Linked DNA regions of Capra hircus: region 2 is linked to region 1. A link is a contact called in public Hi-C data. All regions are on one chromosome and are shown on one strand. Each heading gives the region's core, a stretch centred on a gene start, on an enhancer-like site or on the middle of the called end of the contact. The rest is flanking DNA. Distances are from core to core; before and after follow the strand shown.

What was found. Hi-C and Micro-C count contacts between places; a contact is called where the count stands out from the background.
Region 2: a contact with region 1 is called in a Hi-C map of blood, with 2.2 times the contacts expected there. The contact joins the enhancer-like site here to the promoter of IL27RA in region 1. A contact is called at or near these places in 2 of 5 Hi-C or Micro-C datasets (both in blood).

What each region holds. Positions count from the first base shown.
Region 1 is chr7:97,048,470-97,055,019 of ARS1.2, forward strand. IL27RA (interleukin-27 receptor subunit alpha) reads right to left here and starts at 4,970. Exons shown (of 14, transcript XM_018051201.1): 1 at 4,712-4,970; 2 at 4,160-4,277. The coding sequence starts at 4,814. It overlaps RLN3 (relaxin-3), which reads right to left. Exons shown (of 2, transcript XM_005682259.3): 2 at 5,113-5,906. The coding sequence ends at 5,677. It also overlaps the pseudogene LOC102174107.
Region 2 is chr7:97,188,922-97,194,921 of ARS1.2, forward strand. It overlaps C7H19orf57, which reads left to right. Exons shown (of 9, transcript XM_018051214.1): 7 at 215-303; 8 at 2,921-3,013; 9 at 3,361-4,021. The coding sequence ends at 3,487. It also overlaps LOC102191228. Among named protein-coding and RNA genes, the nearest start is that of NANOS3, 6.7 kb to the right of the region's middle. Within about 2 kb of position 3,385, at least 1 of the 5 cell types and tissues checked has an H3K27ac peak or open chromatin away from gene starts, as enhancers often do.

The DNA.
Region 1 (6,550 bases), core at 3,720-6,219:
AATCCTAAAGGAAATCAACCCTGAATACCCATTGGAAGGACTGGTGCTGAAGCTGAAGCCACAATATTTTGACCACCTGATGCAAAGAGCCAACTCATTGGAAAAGACCCTGATGCTGGAAAAAACTGAGGGCAAGAGAAGAAGAGGGCAGCAGAGGATGAGATGGTTCGATAGCATCACCTACTCAATGGACATGAATCTGAGCAAACTCCAGGAGGTAGAGGAAGACAGAGGAGCCTGGCGTCCACGGGGTCAACAAGATTCGAACCCATCTTAGGAACTGAACAACAACAAAAACAACTATGCAGTCAGCTAATACATATTGTGTGCCAGCCCCTGCTGTAGAAGCTGAGAATAGGACTATGACCAAAGCAGGCAAGCATCCACTCTCCAGAGCTGGTATTTCAGTGGAGGCGGCAGATGAAACACATATAAATATATAACTGATGGTGGTAAAAGCAATATAAAGAACAATCAAGGGAGTTCTCTGGCTGTCCAGAGGTTAGGACTCCACATTTCTATTGCAGGGGGCACGGGGTTCAATCCCTGATAGGGGAACTAAGATCCCACAAGCCTCCCAGTGAGGCCAAAAATAGGGAAATAATTAACTTTTTTTAAAAAAAAACAGATCAAGCGGGATGAGGAAGATGAGGCGTGCTGAGATGAACAGTGACAGTGCTGTTTTAGTAAACGTGGTCAGGAGAGCTCTCTGGTGAGACACGTGAATAAAGGCCTGAAGGAGGTGGGTGCACAGTTCGTGAAGGATCTTCCTAAACGAAGAGCATTTTACGAAGGAACAGCAGCCAAGGCAAGGGTCCCGAGGCCAAACTGCGCCCGGTGCTTTTTCTTTTTTTCTTTTATAATTTTATTTATTTATTTTTGGCTGTGCTGGGTCTTTGTTGCTGCACACGGGCTCTTTTCTAGTTGCAGCAAGTGGGGGCTACTCTCGAGTTGCGGTGTGCGGGCTTCTCATTGTCGTGGCTCCTCTTGCTGTGGAGCACGGGCTCTAGGGGCGCCGGCTTCAGTAGCTGTGGTGTGTGGGCTCAGCAGTTGCTCCAGAGCACAGGCTCCGTGGGGCTTCCCAGGTGGCGCTAGTGGTAAAGAACCTGCCTGCTAATGCAGGAGACATAAGAGATGCAGGTTTCATCCCTGGGTTGAGCAGATCTTCTGAAGGAGGGCATGGCACCCCCCTCCAGTATTCTTGCCTGGAGAATCCCAAGGATAGAGGAGCCTGGCAGGCTACCATCCATGGGGTCGCAAAGAGTCGGACACGACTGAAGCAACTTAGCACACGCAAGCACAGGCTCAATAGCTGCGGCACACAGGCCTGGTAGCTTTGTGGCACGTGGGATGCTTCCCAGACCAGGGCTCAAACCCGAGTCTCCTGCATTGGCAGGTAGATTCTTTAGCACTAAGGCACCAGGGAAGAGATGGTTAGATAACATCACCCACTCCTGACTCAATGGACATGCAAACTCTGGGAGATAGCGAAGGACAGGGAAGCCTGGCGTGCTGCAGTCCGTGGGGTCGCAAAGAGTTGGACATGACCTAGTGACTGAACAACAACGACCGAGAGAGGAGTTGAGGATGTCCCAAAGGACTGGATTTCAAAGGTTCAAATCAAGGCCTTCATTAAAGACAAAAACACATGCTGGCAAAGATGTGGAGAAACTGGGGCCCTCTTACATCGTTGGTAGGAGCATAAAACGGTGCAGCTGTTGCAGAAAACAGTTGGTTCCTCAAAAACTTAAACGGAATTGCCACATGACCCAGCAGTTTTACTCCTAGGCATATACCCCCAGAGAACTGGAAAGAAGGACTCAAAAACGGGCACACACACATTCTCAGTAGCGCTGGTCACAACCACCCGCTGCAATTGCTCAACGGTGGAAACAGATGAGTCCATCAACAGGTGAGTAGATGAACACAGTATATCCGTTTCAGTAGAATATTGCTCAGCTGCGAAAAAAGGAATGACGTTCTGGTTCATGCTACAACATAACGAACCTGAAAACCATGCTAAGTGAATGTATCTAGATATCAAAGACCACATAAGGCATGACTCCACTTATGAGAAAGGTCCAGGACAGGCAAATCAAAGGGATGGAAAGTAGATGAGCAGTTGTCAGGGGACAGGGATTGACTGCTGTTAGGGACGAAACTTCCTTTCGGGGGTAATGGACAAGTTCTGGAATGAAACAGAGGCACTGGTTGCCTAACAGGGTGAAGTACTAACAGCTACTGAACTGTTCACTTGCAAATGGTTAATTTCACCTTCTGCGAATTTCACCTCATTCAAAAAACAAAAAAGCTTTCCCTGGAGGCTGCCGAAGATGGAGGGGCAGGTCCTGGTGCTTGACAGCCAAGGCCATCTCCTGGGCCGCCTGGCGGCCATCGTGGCCAAGCAGGTGATTCTAGGCCGGAAGGGTGTGGTCGTGCGCTGTGAGGGCATTAACATTTCTGGCAATTTCTACAGAAATAAGTTGAAGTACCTGGCCTTTTTCTGCAAGTGGATGAATACCAACCCCTCCCGTGACCCCTACCACTTCCGAGCCCCCAGCCGCATCTTCTGGCGGACAGAGTGAGATGTCTTGCCCCACAAGACCAAGCGAGGTCAGGCTGCTCTGGAGCGCCTTGAGGTGTTTGATGGGATCCCACCAACCTATAACAAGAGGAAGCGAATGGTGGTCCCTGCTGCCCTCAAAGTTGAGCGTCTGAAGCCTACTCGGAAGTTTGCCTGCCTAGGGCACCTGGCTCATGAGGTTGGCTGGAAGGACCAGGCAGTAATGGACACCCTGGACGAGAAGAGAAAGGAGAAAGCCAAGATCCACGATCGGTCGGAGAGAGCAGCTGCTCATGAGGCTACCAAAGCAGGCAGGAAAGAACATCGAGAAGAAAACTGAGAGATTCAGAGGTCCTCAAGACTCACGGGGTCCTAGTCTGACCCCAATAAACCTGACTGTTTATTCTTCAGAAACAAACAAACAAAAAGTGACTTTCTCTTATTCCCTCGTGCAAGCATGCATGCTAAGTTGATTTGCAGCCCTATGTACTGCAGCCCGCCAGGCTCTTCTGTTCCTGGGACCCTCCAGGCAAGAATACGGGAGTGAAAGAATACTGGAGTGGGTTGCTATGCCCTCCTCCACGGGATTGCCCCAACCCAGGGATGGAACCCATGTTGCTTACATCTCCTGCATTGGCACGTGGGTTCTTTACCATCAGCGCCACCTGGAAAGCCCTCTTACTTTCTCATTCTCTACAAATTAAAACCCTTCTGGACATGGATCGTGGTGCTGGCTGCACAACAGTGTGACTGTACTTAATGCCACTGAACTGGACACTTTTGAAAAGATTGAGGGGACTTCCCTGGTGGTCCATTGGTTAAGAATCTGCCTGTCAGAGCAGGGGATGCGGGATGGATTCCTGGTCAAGAAACTGGGATCCTACATGCCCTAAGGCAACTAAGCCCATGCACCGTAACTAGTGAGAATCCTTCAAGCCGCAACTAGAGAGTCGGAGCTGCGAAGAAAATCCAGCACAGCCAAAAGAAAGCGATTGAGAAAAAAGGGGGTAAATTTTATGTGTACTTTACCACCATTAAAAAAAAAACAAAACCAACCTCCCATGCCAGTTCCCATCTTCAAATGCTCCTTTTCGTCTCCTCTCACAGCCAAATTTGAAATGAATTTGAGTTTCCAAGTGTGATTCATCACGAAGCAATATCAGTTACCCCCTCAGACTGTGGGCTCCATGAGGCTTTCTGTGTCTCTTTCACTGTTGCATCCCCAGCACCAGATCAAATGATCTTTCCATGTTCTCAGAGAGGTTAAGCTACTTGCCTAAGGTCACACAGCAATAAAAAACAACTTCTAATCATTAAGCATTTTCTCTTTCCCAAGTGCCTAAACTCATTGAATTCTCAGAACCAACGCTGGGAACCAGCTTCCATTATTATCAGCGTTTGGTAGAGGAAGAAACAGAGGCTCAGAGAGGGAAAGTGACTGGTTCATGGTAACCAGCAAGGAAATGAGGGAATCTGGAACTGAAGGGCTAGAGAGTAGGGTCAGGCTGGGAGGTGAGGGTGGGCAGGACGAATGGGTCCTCTGAGAAGGCTAGAACCTGAGTGGCTTCAGTGTCCCCGTTACCCTACGGGACTCACTACTTCTGGCTCTGGACATACAGCACGGAGGGGGCTCCCAGGTCCCCATGCGGCTCCCAGGAGCAGTTCAGGTCCCCCAAGGGTCCAAATCCATAGCACTGCAGTGGCCCCGGGCTGCCTGGAGAGGGAGGCAGGAGGGTTCCAAGGAAAGGGGTCAGTTCCCCCAGCCTCGGGCCCACCCCAGAACTTCTGACAACTGTGGAGGGCGATTCAGGATCCCTTACTAAAGCGAGCAGCAGGAAGGGGGCGCTGGCCACCGCTCCCCAGGCTTTCGGCATAACTCCTCCCCTCCCACCAGCCACATCCTGTTAACTACCCCCCCACTCCCGGACAAAAGCCCTTACCCTACCCCGCGCCTCCAACCCCGGCCTCGCTACCCACCTCGCTACCGCCCATTCCCCAACCCCTCGCATCGCCCGGCCCCTACTCCCGGGCCTGGGAGAGCAAAGTGACTTCTGGACCTCTGCCATTCATTCCGCAAACTTGAGGGTCACGCTGGAGGGTGATGGGCGCGTTCGCGAGCGTGAGACACGAGCTCGCTCCAGAACTCACCCTGGGGCCGAGTCCGGCTGAACAGCAACAATAGCAGCAGCAGCAGCAGCAGCAGCACCGGCTTCGGCCACGGTGGGAAGGGGGCGGCCGGGCCCCCCCGCATGGCACTCCCGCGCCCCCCCAGTCCGGCCCGGCCTTTCCCGGCCCAGCGCGGCCGCGCCGCCCGCCGCGCTCTCGGGGACCAACGCCTGAGCGGCGACGGGAAGCAGAGCCGCCCCTCCCGGCCGCCTCCGCACCTTGCGCTGCGGGTCCCCGCCCCTTATCTGCTCCGGAAAGTTCCCGTCAGAACTCGCAGGGGCTGGGGAGGGGGTGGGGGCTGCGCTGAGGGCGTGGCCGAAGCTCCCTTGATACCTGCCCCTTCCCTCCCCAAACATCACTGCCAAGTCTTTTGCAACTTTTTATTTTGAGGGGCTAGAGAAGGTTCTGGTCCGTTCCCACCACAAACACAGTGCGCTTCCCACCCCAGGATATGAAAAAAACCCAGGAGTCCTTCCACCAACCCTGGGGTCTACAGCTTTAGAACCCCTCCCAGCGGGCTGGGTTGGAGGGAGAGGGGCAGGCAGGCAGGAAGGCTGGAATGGGGTGGGGGCATAATTTGGGCTGGTGAAAGGCCACAGGTGGGACAGGAGAGAGTCGCAGCTTGGACAAGGGTCTGAGTGTGGCCAGCTTGGGTAAGTAGGGACAATAGGAGACAGAACAGGCCAGGAAAGGAATCGTATGGGCTGCTCAGACGTGAGGGTCCCCATCTGGCCAGGTTGCGGCATAGCTTGCTCAGGGGTGGGATGGACTGCTCAGAGATCGGGGTTGGGTTGGGGGGACTCTGAGCCCACAGTGCCGGACCTCTGTGAACTGCTGATGAATGAATGCGTGAGGGACCAGAAACAAGTGCCCAGCGGGACGCCGGTCAGGTGGATGGCAGGGCTGGGGCATTCACCCTGGTGGCCCCCTGCCACCCAGTTCTGCCTCTAGCAGAGTCTGCCGATTTCGCTCTTGCTGCACCCCCGCTTGCAGCAGTTGCTTGATAGGCCAGTCAGGACGTCGCGTCTGCCCCGCAGAGACCCTGGGGTTCCCTGCCAGCCCTGTCCAGCCCCGTAGAAGGCCTGAGGGGACTTGGTCAGGGCCAGCCACTCGCTGGAGGCCACTGCCTCATCCAGCTCACTCTCTGAGTCAGTGTCCACCTCTGGGAAGGCATCTTCTGCAAAAGATGAGAAGAGTTAGTGCCCGGGACTGTGTCACACCCAGAGTCCCAGCTCCGGGCTGGCCCAGCTACTTCTCTGTTCTTGAGTGTGAATAAGCCTCGTGAGTATAGACTTTGATTCTGCTCAGACGTGGGTTCCTTCTTTGATGAGCAGCTTAACCCCACTGAGCTTGACTTTCCTCTTCCATCATAGGTTTTGCCCTGCGTGCTAAGTCATTTCAGTTGTGTCCGACTCTTTTCAACCTTATAGACCATAGCCCACCAGGCTCCTCAGTCCATGGAATTCCCCAGGCAAGAATACTGGAGTGGGTTACCATGCCCTCCTCCAGAGGACATTCATGACCCAGGGATGGAACCCGCATTTTGTCAGGCAGGTTTGGGTACCACTAGCGCCACCTGGGAAGCCCAGCTTTCCCCTCCTACTTAGTTATTGAGGACCTGATGGTGGAAAACACGTGTCTGGGAGCTGAACTGACTGAGCCCTAGTCCAGTTACCATCCTTGAGCTGCAGTTTCCTTGCCTGCAAAGTGGGGGTAATAATAACTCCTGGGACTTCCCTGGCAGTCCAGTGGTTAAGACTTTGCCTTCCAATGCAGGGAATGCAGGTTTGATCCCTGGTCGGAAAGCTAAGATCCCACATG
Region 2 (6,000 bases), core at 2,135-4,634, 140 kb after region 1:
GTCAGGCCCAGTATTGAGGGGGCGGTGAGAGCAGCCGGACTGGTGGCCTGCAGGTCTGGCTGTTATGGCGTCTGTCCCCCACACCACTTTTCTTCTGCAGGAGGAAAGCACGCCTCGGCCTTCAGAGCGTGGCGGAGGAGAAGCCAGACCTGTGTGGCCCCTCTCCCTTCTCCCAACCGGGTCACTCACATGTGCGCACACTCTCCTTTTCCAGTTGTTTCCTGTGGGAGGTGAGCTGGACCCCTGCTGGCCTGGCACCGGCCCGCGTGCAGACAGAGGCCCCTGTGCTGAGGCCCAGCCGAGGTAGGCGGAGTGGGAGGCACCGTGGGACCTTGCCTTGGCAGGAGTCCTCCTCTGGTCTCTGGAAGCGGGGAGCGTGGCTGCTTTCCTGGGACTGGAGCCCCCATCTCTCCCCCACCCCAGCTTTTTGAGCTCCCACTTTGTGAATGAGGGTGATGGAGGTGACCCTGGCTCTCCCTCGAGGGGCCTCACTTTTCTCTGTCCAATAAGGTTGCTAAGCCCTGAATTTCTTACTTGTTTATGTGGCTGCGCTGGGTTGTAGTTGCAGCATGCTGGGTCTAGTTCCTTGAGCAGGGATCAAATCCAGGCCCCCTGCACTGGGAACACGGAGTCTTAACCACTGGGCCACTAGGGAAGTCCCCAAATTTTTCATTTTCGTTTTTCGGCCATGCCACTTGGCGTGGGATCCTAGTCCCCACCAGGGATCGAAGCCAGGCCCCCTGCATTGCAGTGCAAAGTCTTAATCACTGGACTGCCAGGAAGGTTCCCACTCCCACTTGCAAACTTCCCACGCCCCCTGCTCCCTGGGAGTGGAGAACTCCGTCAGCACCCTGTACCCAAGCTAGCATCTCTCCCTAGGTCCCTTGGGATGGTGACCCCAGCTCTGTGGTGGTTTGAATGCACGTTGTGTTTTCTTGGAGAGACGGTCCGGAGCTTTCCTTGAATCTCCATGGAGGGAGCGGGGACCCAGTCAGAGCTCGGAGCCACTGGCCTGCGTGACTTCGGGGCCACCCCTGCTCTGACGCCCTCGGGCCCTCCAGAGTCCCCAGTCTGTCCCATCTTCTTTCCTGCTTGGTTCTGTTCCCCAAGGCAGCCAGCTTCTCTCCCTCCTACAGGCACCAGGTGTGTTCCTCCAGCCATGGAGGTGTGTGCTGCAAGGGTCCTCTCCCCGCACCCCAGAGCTTCCCTCTCAGAGTCCATCACCTCCTTTCCTGTCCTTTCTCCCAGCCTTGCTGACCGCCAGCACTGTGCGACAGTCCTCTCCTGTTAACCTTGTACTTAAACTGCAGAGTGGTGGCCGATTGATTATTCATGGCCAAGTTTCTGTGTCTGTCTGGCAGGTGTGGAGGAGAGATGAGGGATACAACCCTTGGCGGAATGTCTCCTTTCTCTTCCTCCTGCTCCTCCTCCTCAGGGAAGAGGGAGGCCTCCCACCCCCTGCCCTTGCACACATCTGTGTATAGTACTTGGGGTATCACACATTGCTTCCCCTGACAGACGCACACACCCGCTCCCTGCATGGGAACCAGAGGCAGTTTAATCAGTGTGGCCCCACTATTGTTTTTTTAAAAACATTTATTTTTGTTGTGCTGGGTCCTTGCCACTGCTCACAGGTTTTCTCTAGTTGCAGAGAGCAGGGGCTCCTTTTTGCTGCAGCGCACAGGCTTCTCGCCCTGGCGGCTTCCCTGATTGCAGGGCGCAGGCTCTAAAGCACAGGCTCTAAAGCCCAGGCTTAGTGGCCACACAGCATGTAGAGTCTTCCCAGACCAGGGATCAAACCCATGTCCCCTGCACTGGCAAGTGGATTCTTAGCCTCTGAACCACCAGCGAAGGCCCCTACTATTGTTTAAGCCAAGAGGAGGCAGATTCGTGTGTGAATCTCTGACGGCCTCGATGCAACCCCACGTGGATGGCTGGAAGCCCCCAGGTGGGTCCTGGGGTCTGCTTCTATGGCCCTTGGCCAAGAGAGAAAAGGCAGGAAACAGGCCCAGGCTGACCAGTCATCTCAGGGTGACTAAAGCAGGTGGGGCAGAACCATATTTCCTCTAGTGACAGCCCAGGAGATCTGCTAAGCTGTATGACCCTCTGCACCCCTCCCCCACAGGCTATACCTAGTAGATACGGTAGTGCCCCCCCATGTCTACCCCTTCTATAGGCACTGATGCCCTCCAATGCCAGGTCTTCCTGGACCTGCTCTGGGCACTGGGGAGAAACACAGAGCTTCTCCCTAGTTGGGTGGGAGTTGGGGGGTGGTGGTAAGCAACAGACAAATTATTAGCTGGTCAGATGGCAGGCAAATTATTAGCTGGTCAGTGGTGGGGAGAAAAAGATAGCAGGGAAGGGGTTAAGATTTTAACGTGTGGTGGATGGGGAGGGAGAGGGAGGGTCCCCCTCCCATCTTCTCCCTCCCCCACGGAGGAGACATTCTGGAAAGAACATTCCAGAGCCCTAAGAAGTGCTACAGGAATGGCCAGGAATTCGGTGTGGCTGGAACAGGGGCAAGAGGGACAAGAGGGAGGGGGTGGGTCTGGAGGCACGGTGGATGGTGTAGGGCTGCGGGGAGAGATTTGGGCTGGGTTTTCATTTCCACAGCCCCTCCCAAGTCACTTGAGGGAACAGGATATAAGGGCAGGAGGTGGGGGCTAAGCGGGTGTGGCAGCTGCCCCTCAGGAGCCACCTGGTGGGGGAGGGGCTGGATTCTGGGTGTGCTTTCAGCAGTAGAGGCACGGGGTTGGCCATCAGGGCCCTGCCTGGGCAGGGGGGGGGGGGGAGCGTCATAGCTATCAAGGGTGTTCATCTCTGGAGAAGACGACTCAGGGCCCAGCAGAGCACCCCCAGTGGATGCTGGTGGGGCTCTCCAGTGAGTTCAGGCCTCTCCTCCTGCCTCCGTTCCCGCCAGGACACGAGTGGGGATCAAGACGTGTGAGGCCGCCAGCATAGAGGACGCGACAGACACCGTGCGGGGCCTAGTCATGGAGCTCTCCAACCTGAAGTAAGGGCTGGGCTGGGCCCTGTGGACCCACAGTCCCTGGGACGGGCAGAGGGGATGGGGCCGGGGGTGGGTGATGGAGGGCCCGGTGCACCAGTGATCCTGGGGCGCCAGGCTGGGCCTGGCCTCCCAGTGAGGGGCCTCTGGGAAGCTTCTCCTTCACAGAGTTGTCAGGCTCTGAGGAGGGGCTAGAAGGGTCACAGCCTGCCTGCAGCAGGCTGATGCGGACTGTGCACACACCTGTGCTTATGTGGGTGTGACCTGAGTACCCATGAGTGAGTGAACTGATGTGAGCAGGCCAGTGTGCCCAAGTGTGAGGTGGGGCACAGCCCAGGCCTGTTTCCACCCAGCCGGCTGATTATGAGCGCCCACCGGGACCTGGAGACCTTCAAGCGCCTCAACTACTACCGGAAAGCGAAGCCAGCCGGGAAGGCCCCCACACCCTACACAGCAAAGGGGGCGGGGACCCTCCCTTGAGGGGAGCAGTCCTGGAGGGATCTGTAGCTGGTTCCAAACTGCCTAGGGTTGTGGTGTGTGTTCCTGTAAGCTCACTGGCCCCCAGAAATGTCCTGCCGAACAGTGGGGAACAATCCCTCTGCAGACCCTGTGTGCTCGCCCCACCCTACTATCTTGACCTTCTGACATGCCGGTCCTGGGGGCCCCAGAAACCTTCCCTCAGCTGACCTGGAAGTCGGCTTCCCACGGGAAATGTAGCAGGCCCTGCTTCTGTACCGGCCTCCCCTGGGAGCTTCGTGGGGCGGGGACCTGCTCCTGCCTGCGGCAGGCCTTCTGGGGCCCCAGGAAGCCAGCTGCTTCTGAGCCAGGGGCCCAGGGCCGCCCAGATGTTTATCTGAGTTTGCAAATTTCAGCTCCTTAGCTAGGGTTACTGAAGGTTCAGAATTTGTTTCTTTCCTGGAGGAGAAAAGGGCTCGCTTTGTTGGTCATACCCTTGTTTTTCACCGGATTTCCATTTTATTTCTTCTGGGAAGCCCATTAATAAATGATGCCTTAGCCAGACCTCAGACCGTGTGACCTGTTGTTTGCGGTTGGAGGCGTTTTCAGTTCCTTGATGGCCTGCCCACAAACCTCCCTAACCACCTCTCTCTCCTTCTGCTTCTCATGTTCCTTGCGAAGACAAGTTGGTGTACTGCCGGGGGCCCCCACTCCCAGATAGAGTCCAGGGGTCCCCACGCGTTAGCACATGTCAGACTCTCCTGGAGCAGGTGGATACGTGCAGAGATGTGCATGTGTACAAATTCCAGCACACAAGTATCTGTGGACCAGTCAGCCCACTGAGACATCTGGACTGTCCAAGCTGGAGTTCAGTGCTGAGTCGGCCTTGCCTCTCCTCTGGGGGACAAGCTGCCGAGAAGCCCTGGTCTAGGAGGCAACCCTGGGTGGGAATTATTACTGATGCAGACACAGCTAATGCCTGGAGGGTGCTGAGGGCAAGTGCGTGCACACCCTGTGAGCCTCACCACAGCCCCAGTGAGGTCACATTGCCACTAGCAGTCCCAAGTGCTGCTGTCGAACCCGTTTTGCAGAAGACATTGCTTCTGTTAAATAGGTCACCACTAGGTGGACCAGACCAAGACTAATTTGTTGCTCTGCCGGTGGGTCCTGCACCCTAATTCCTAGGGCCAAGGCAGGGAGGGCCCTCCTGCCACCACCTTCTTATACCTGGGACATCCCATTCAGGTGGCTCAGAGTCCCCCAGCCTTTTCACCCTGCAGAATGGACAGCCCCTTCCTTGAACCCACCAAATGTGCCGTCACCCCGTTTCCTGGGTCTCAAGCCCCAGTGGCTCTGGCTTATACAATTAGCATTTGTAGGTAGCTGAGAGTGGCTGGGGTACTGTGTCCCCTGACTCCATGGTGAAACCCTTGGCACTGCTAAGGAGGCCTCCTTCATGCCTTCTTTCTCCTCCTTCCCTTTTCTCTCCAAGCCTGGGGAGTAGGCTGTCTTCAAGGGCGTTCTCTGATCCCTGGCTCACCACAGCCCTCCTCAGGTGGCCTCAGGTCCTGGATCAAGTGGCAAAGCCAAGGGCAAATTCTGGGAAGTCCAAATTCTGCCCTGACTCAACCCTAGGAGACCTGTAGGCTGGGGGTGGAGACCAGGCTCAGGCCATCCCTCAGATTGGGGAAGGAATGTGGACTGGCACTTCTCACCTGCTGCCCCCTCGAGGCTGGTGGAACAGATCTTGGCGTGGAGGAGGCAGACACGGGGTGGGGACCCCCCCAATCCAAGCCCCCCAGGAGAACCAGATCACACTCCCTGGGTGGGGATGGACCTCTGTCCCCTCCCACTCCTGAACACATACAGCCTCCACAGTGCCCTTTGCCCAAGGCATTGTCTGGCACAGCCGACCAGGACATATTCCCATTCCTTATGACCCCCAACCCTCACCCTGCCCCAACCCAGAAGTCCTTCCCTTGCTCTGAAGGGCCTGGCATGTGACTCTGGTCCCCAGTTTCTGGGGCATTGATGGTAACATAAACATTCACTGAGGGTTTCTGAGGTGAAGACAACGATGGGGGGACCTCTTGTTTCTCCATTGCCCCCTCAAATCAGGCCCCCACCTCCAGTGTGGTGGATTCTACCCATCTGACATCAATATGCAAGAGGTGGCCAGAAAAGTCTGCAAACACAAGTCACAGGAACGAGATCCATGGCACTAACTCCGCTGCAAGTGTCTGCTCAGAAGTGCCCGGCTGGGGCGACCCCCCAGAACCCCACAGCTGCCATTTCTCGGACCAAAGCACCTCAGCCCAGCGCCCCAGGGCGAAAAGAAATCCAAACAGCAGTTGGGGAAACCGGAGATCAGAGTAAGATGTGGAGGCTGAGGGACGCGACAGCCCCAGCGGCGCAGTTCACGATACCTTGTCCCAAGACCCGGCTTCGTATGACGCTGATCCATTCATAAACATTTATTGAGCGCTGACTGGGTGCCGAGCGCTGGGGAAGAAGGGCAGGGGTGCCTGAGGACCACC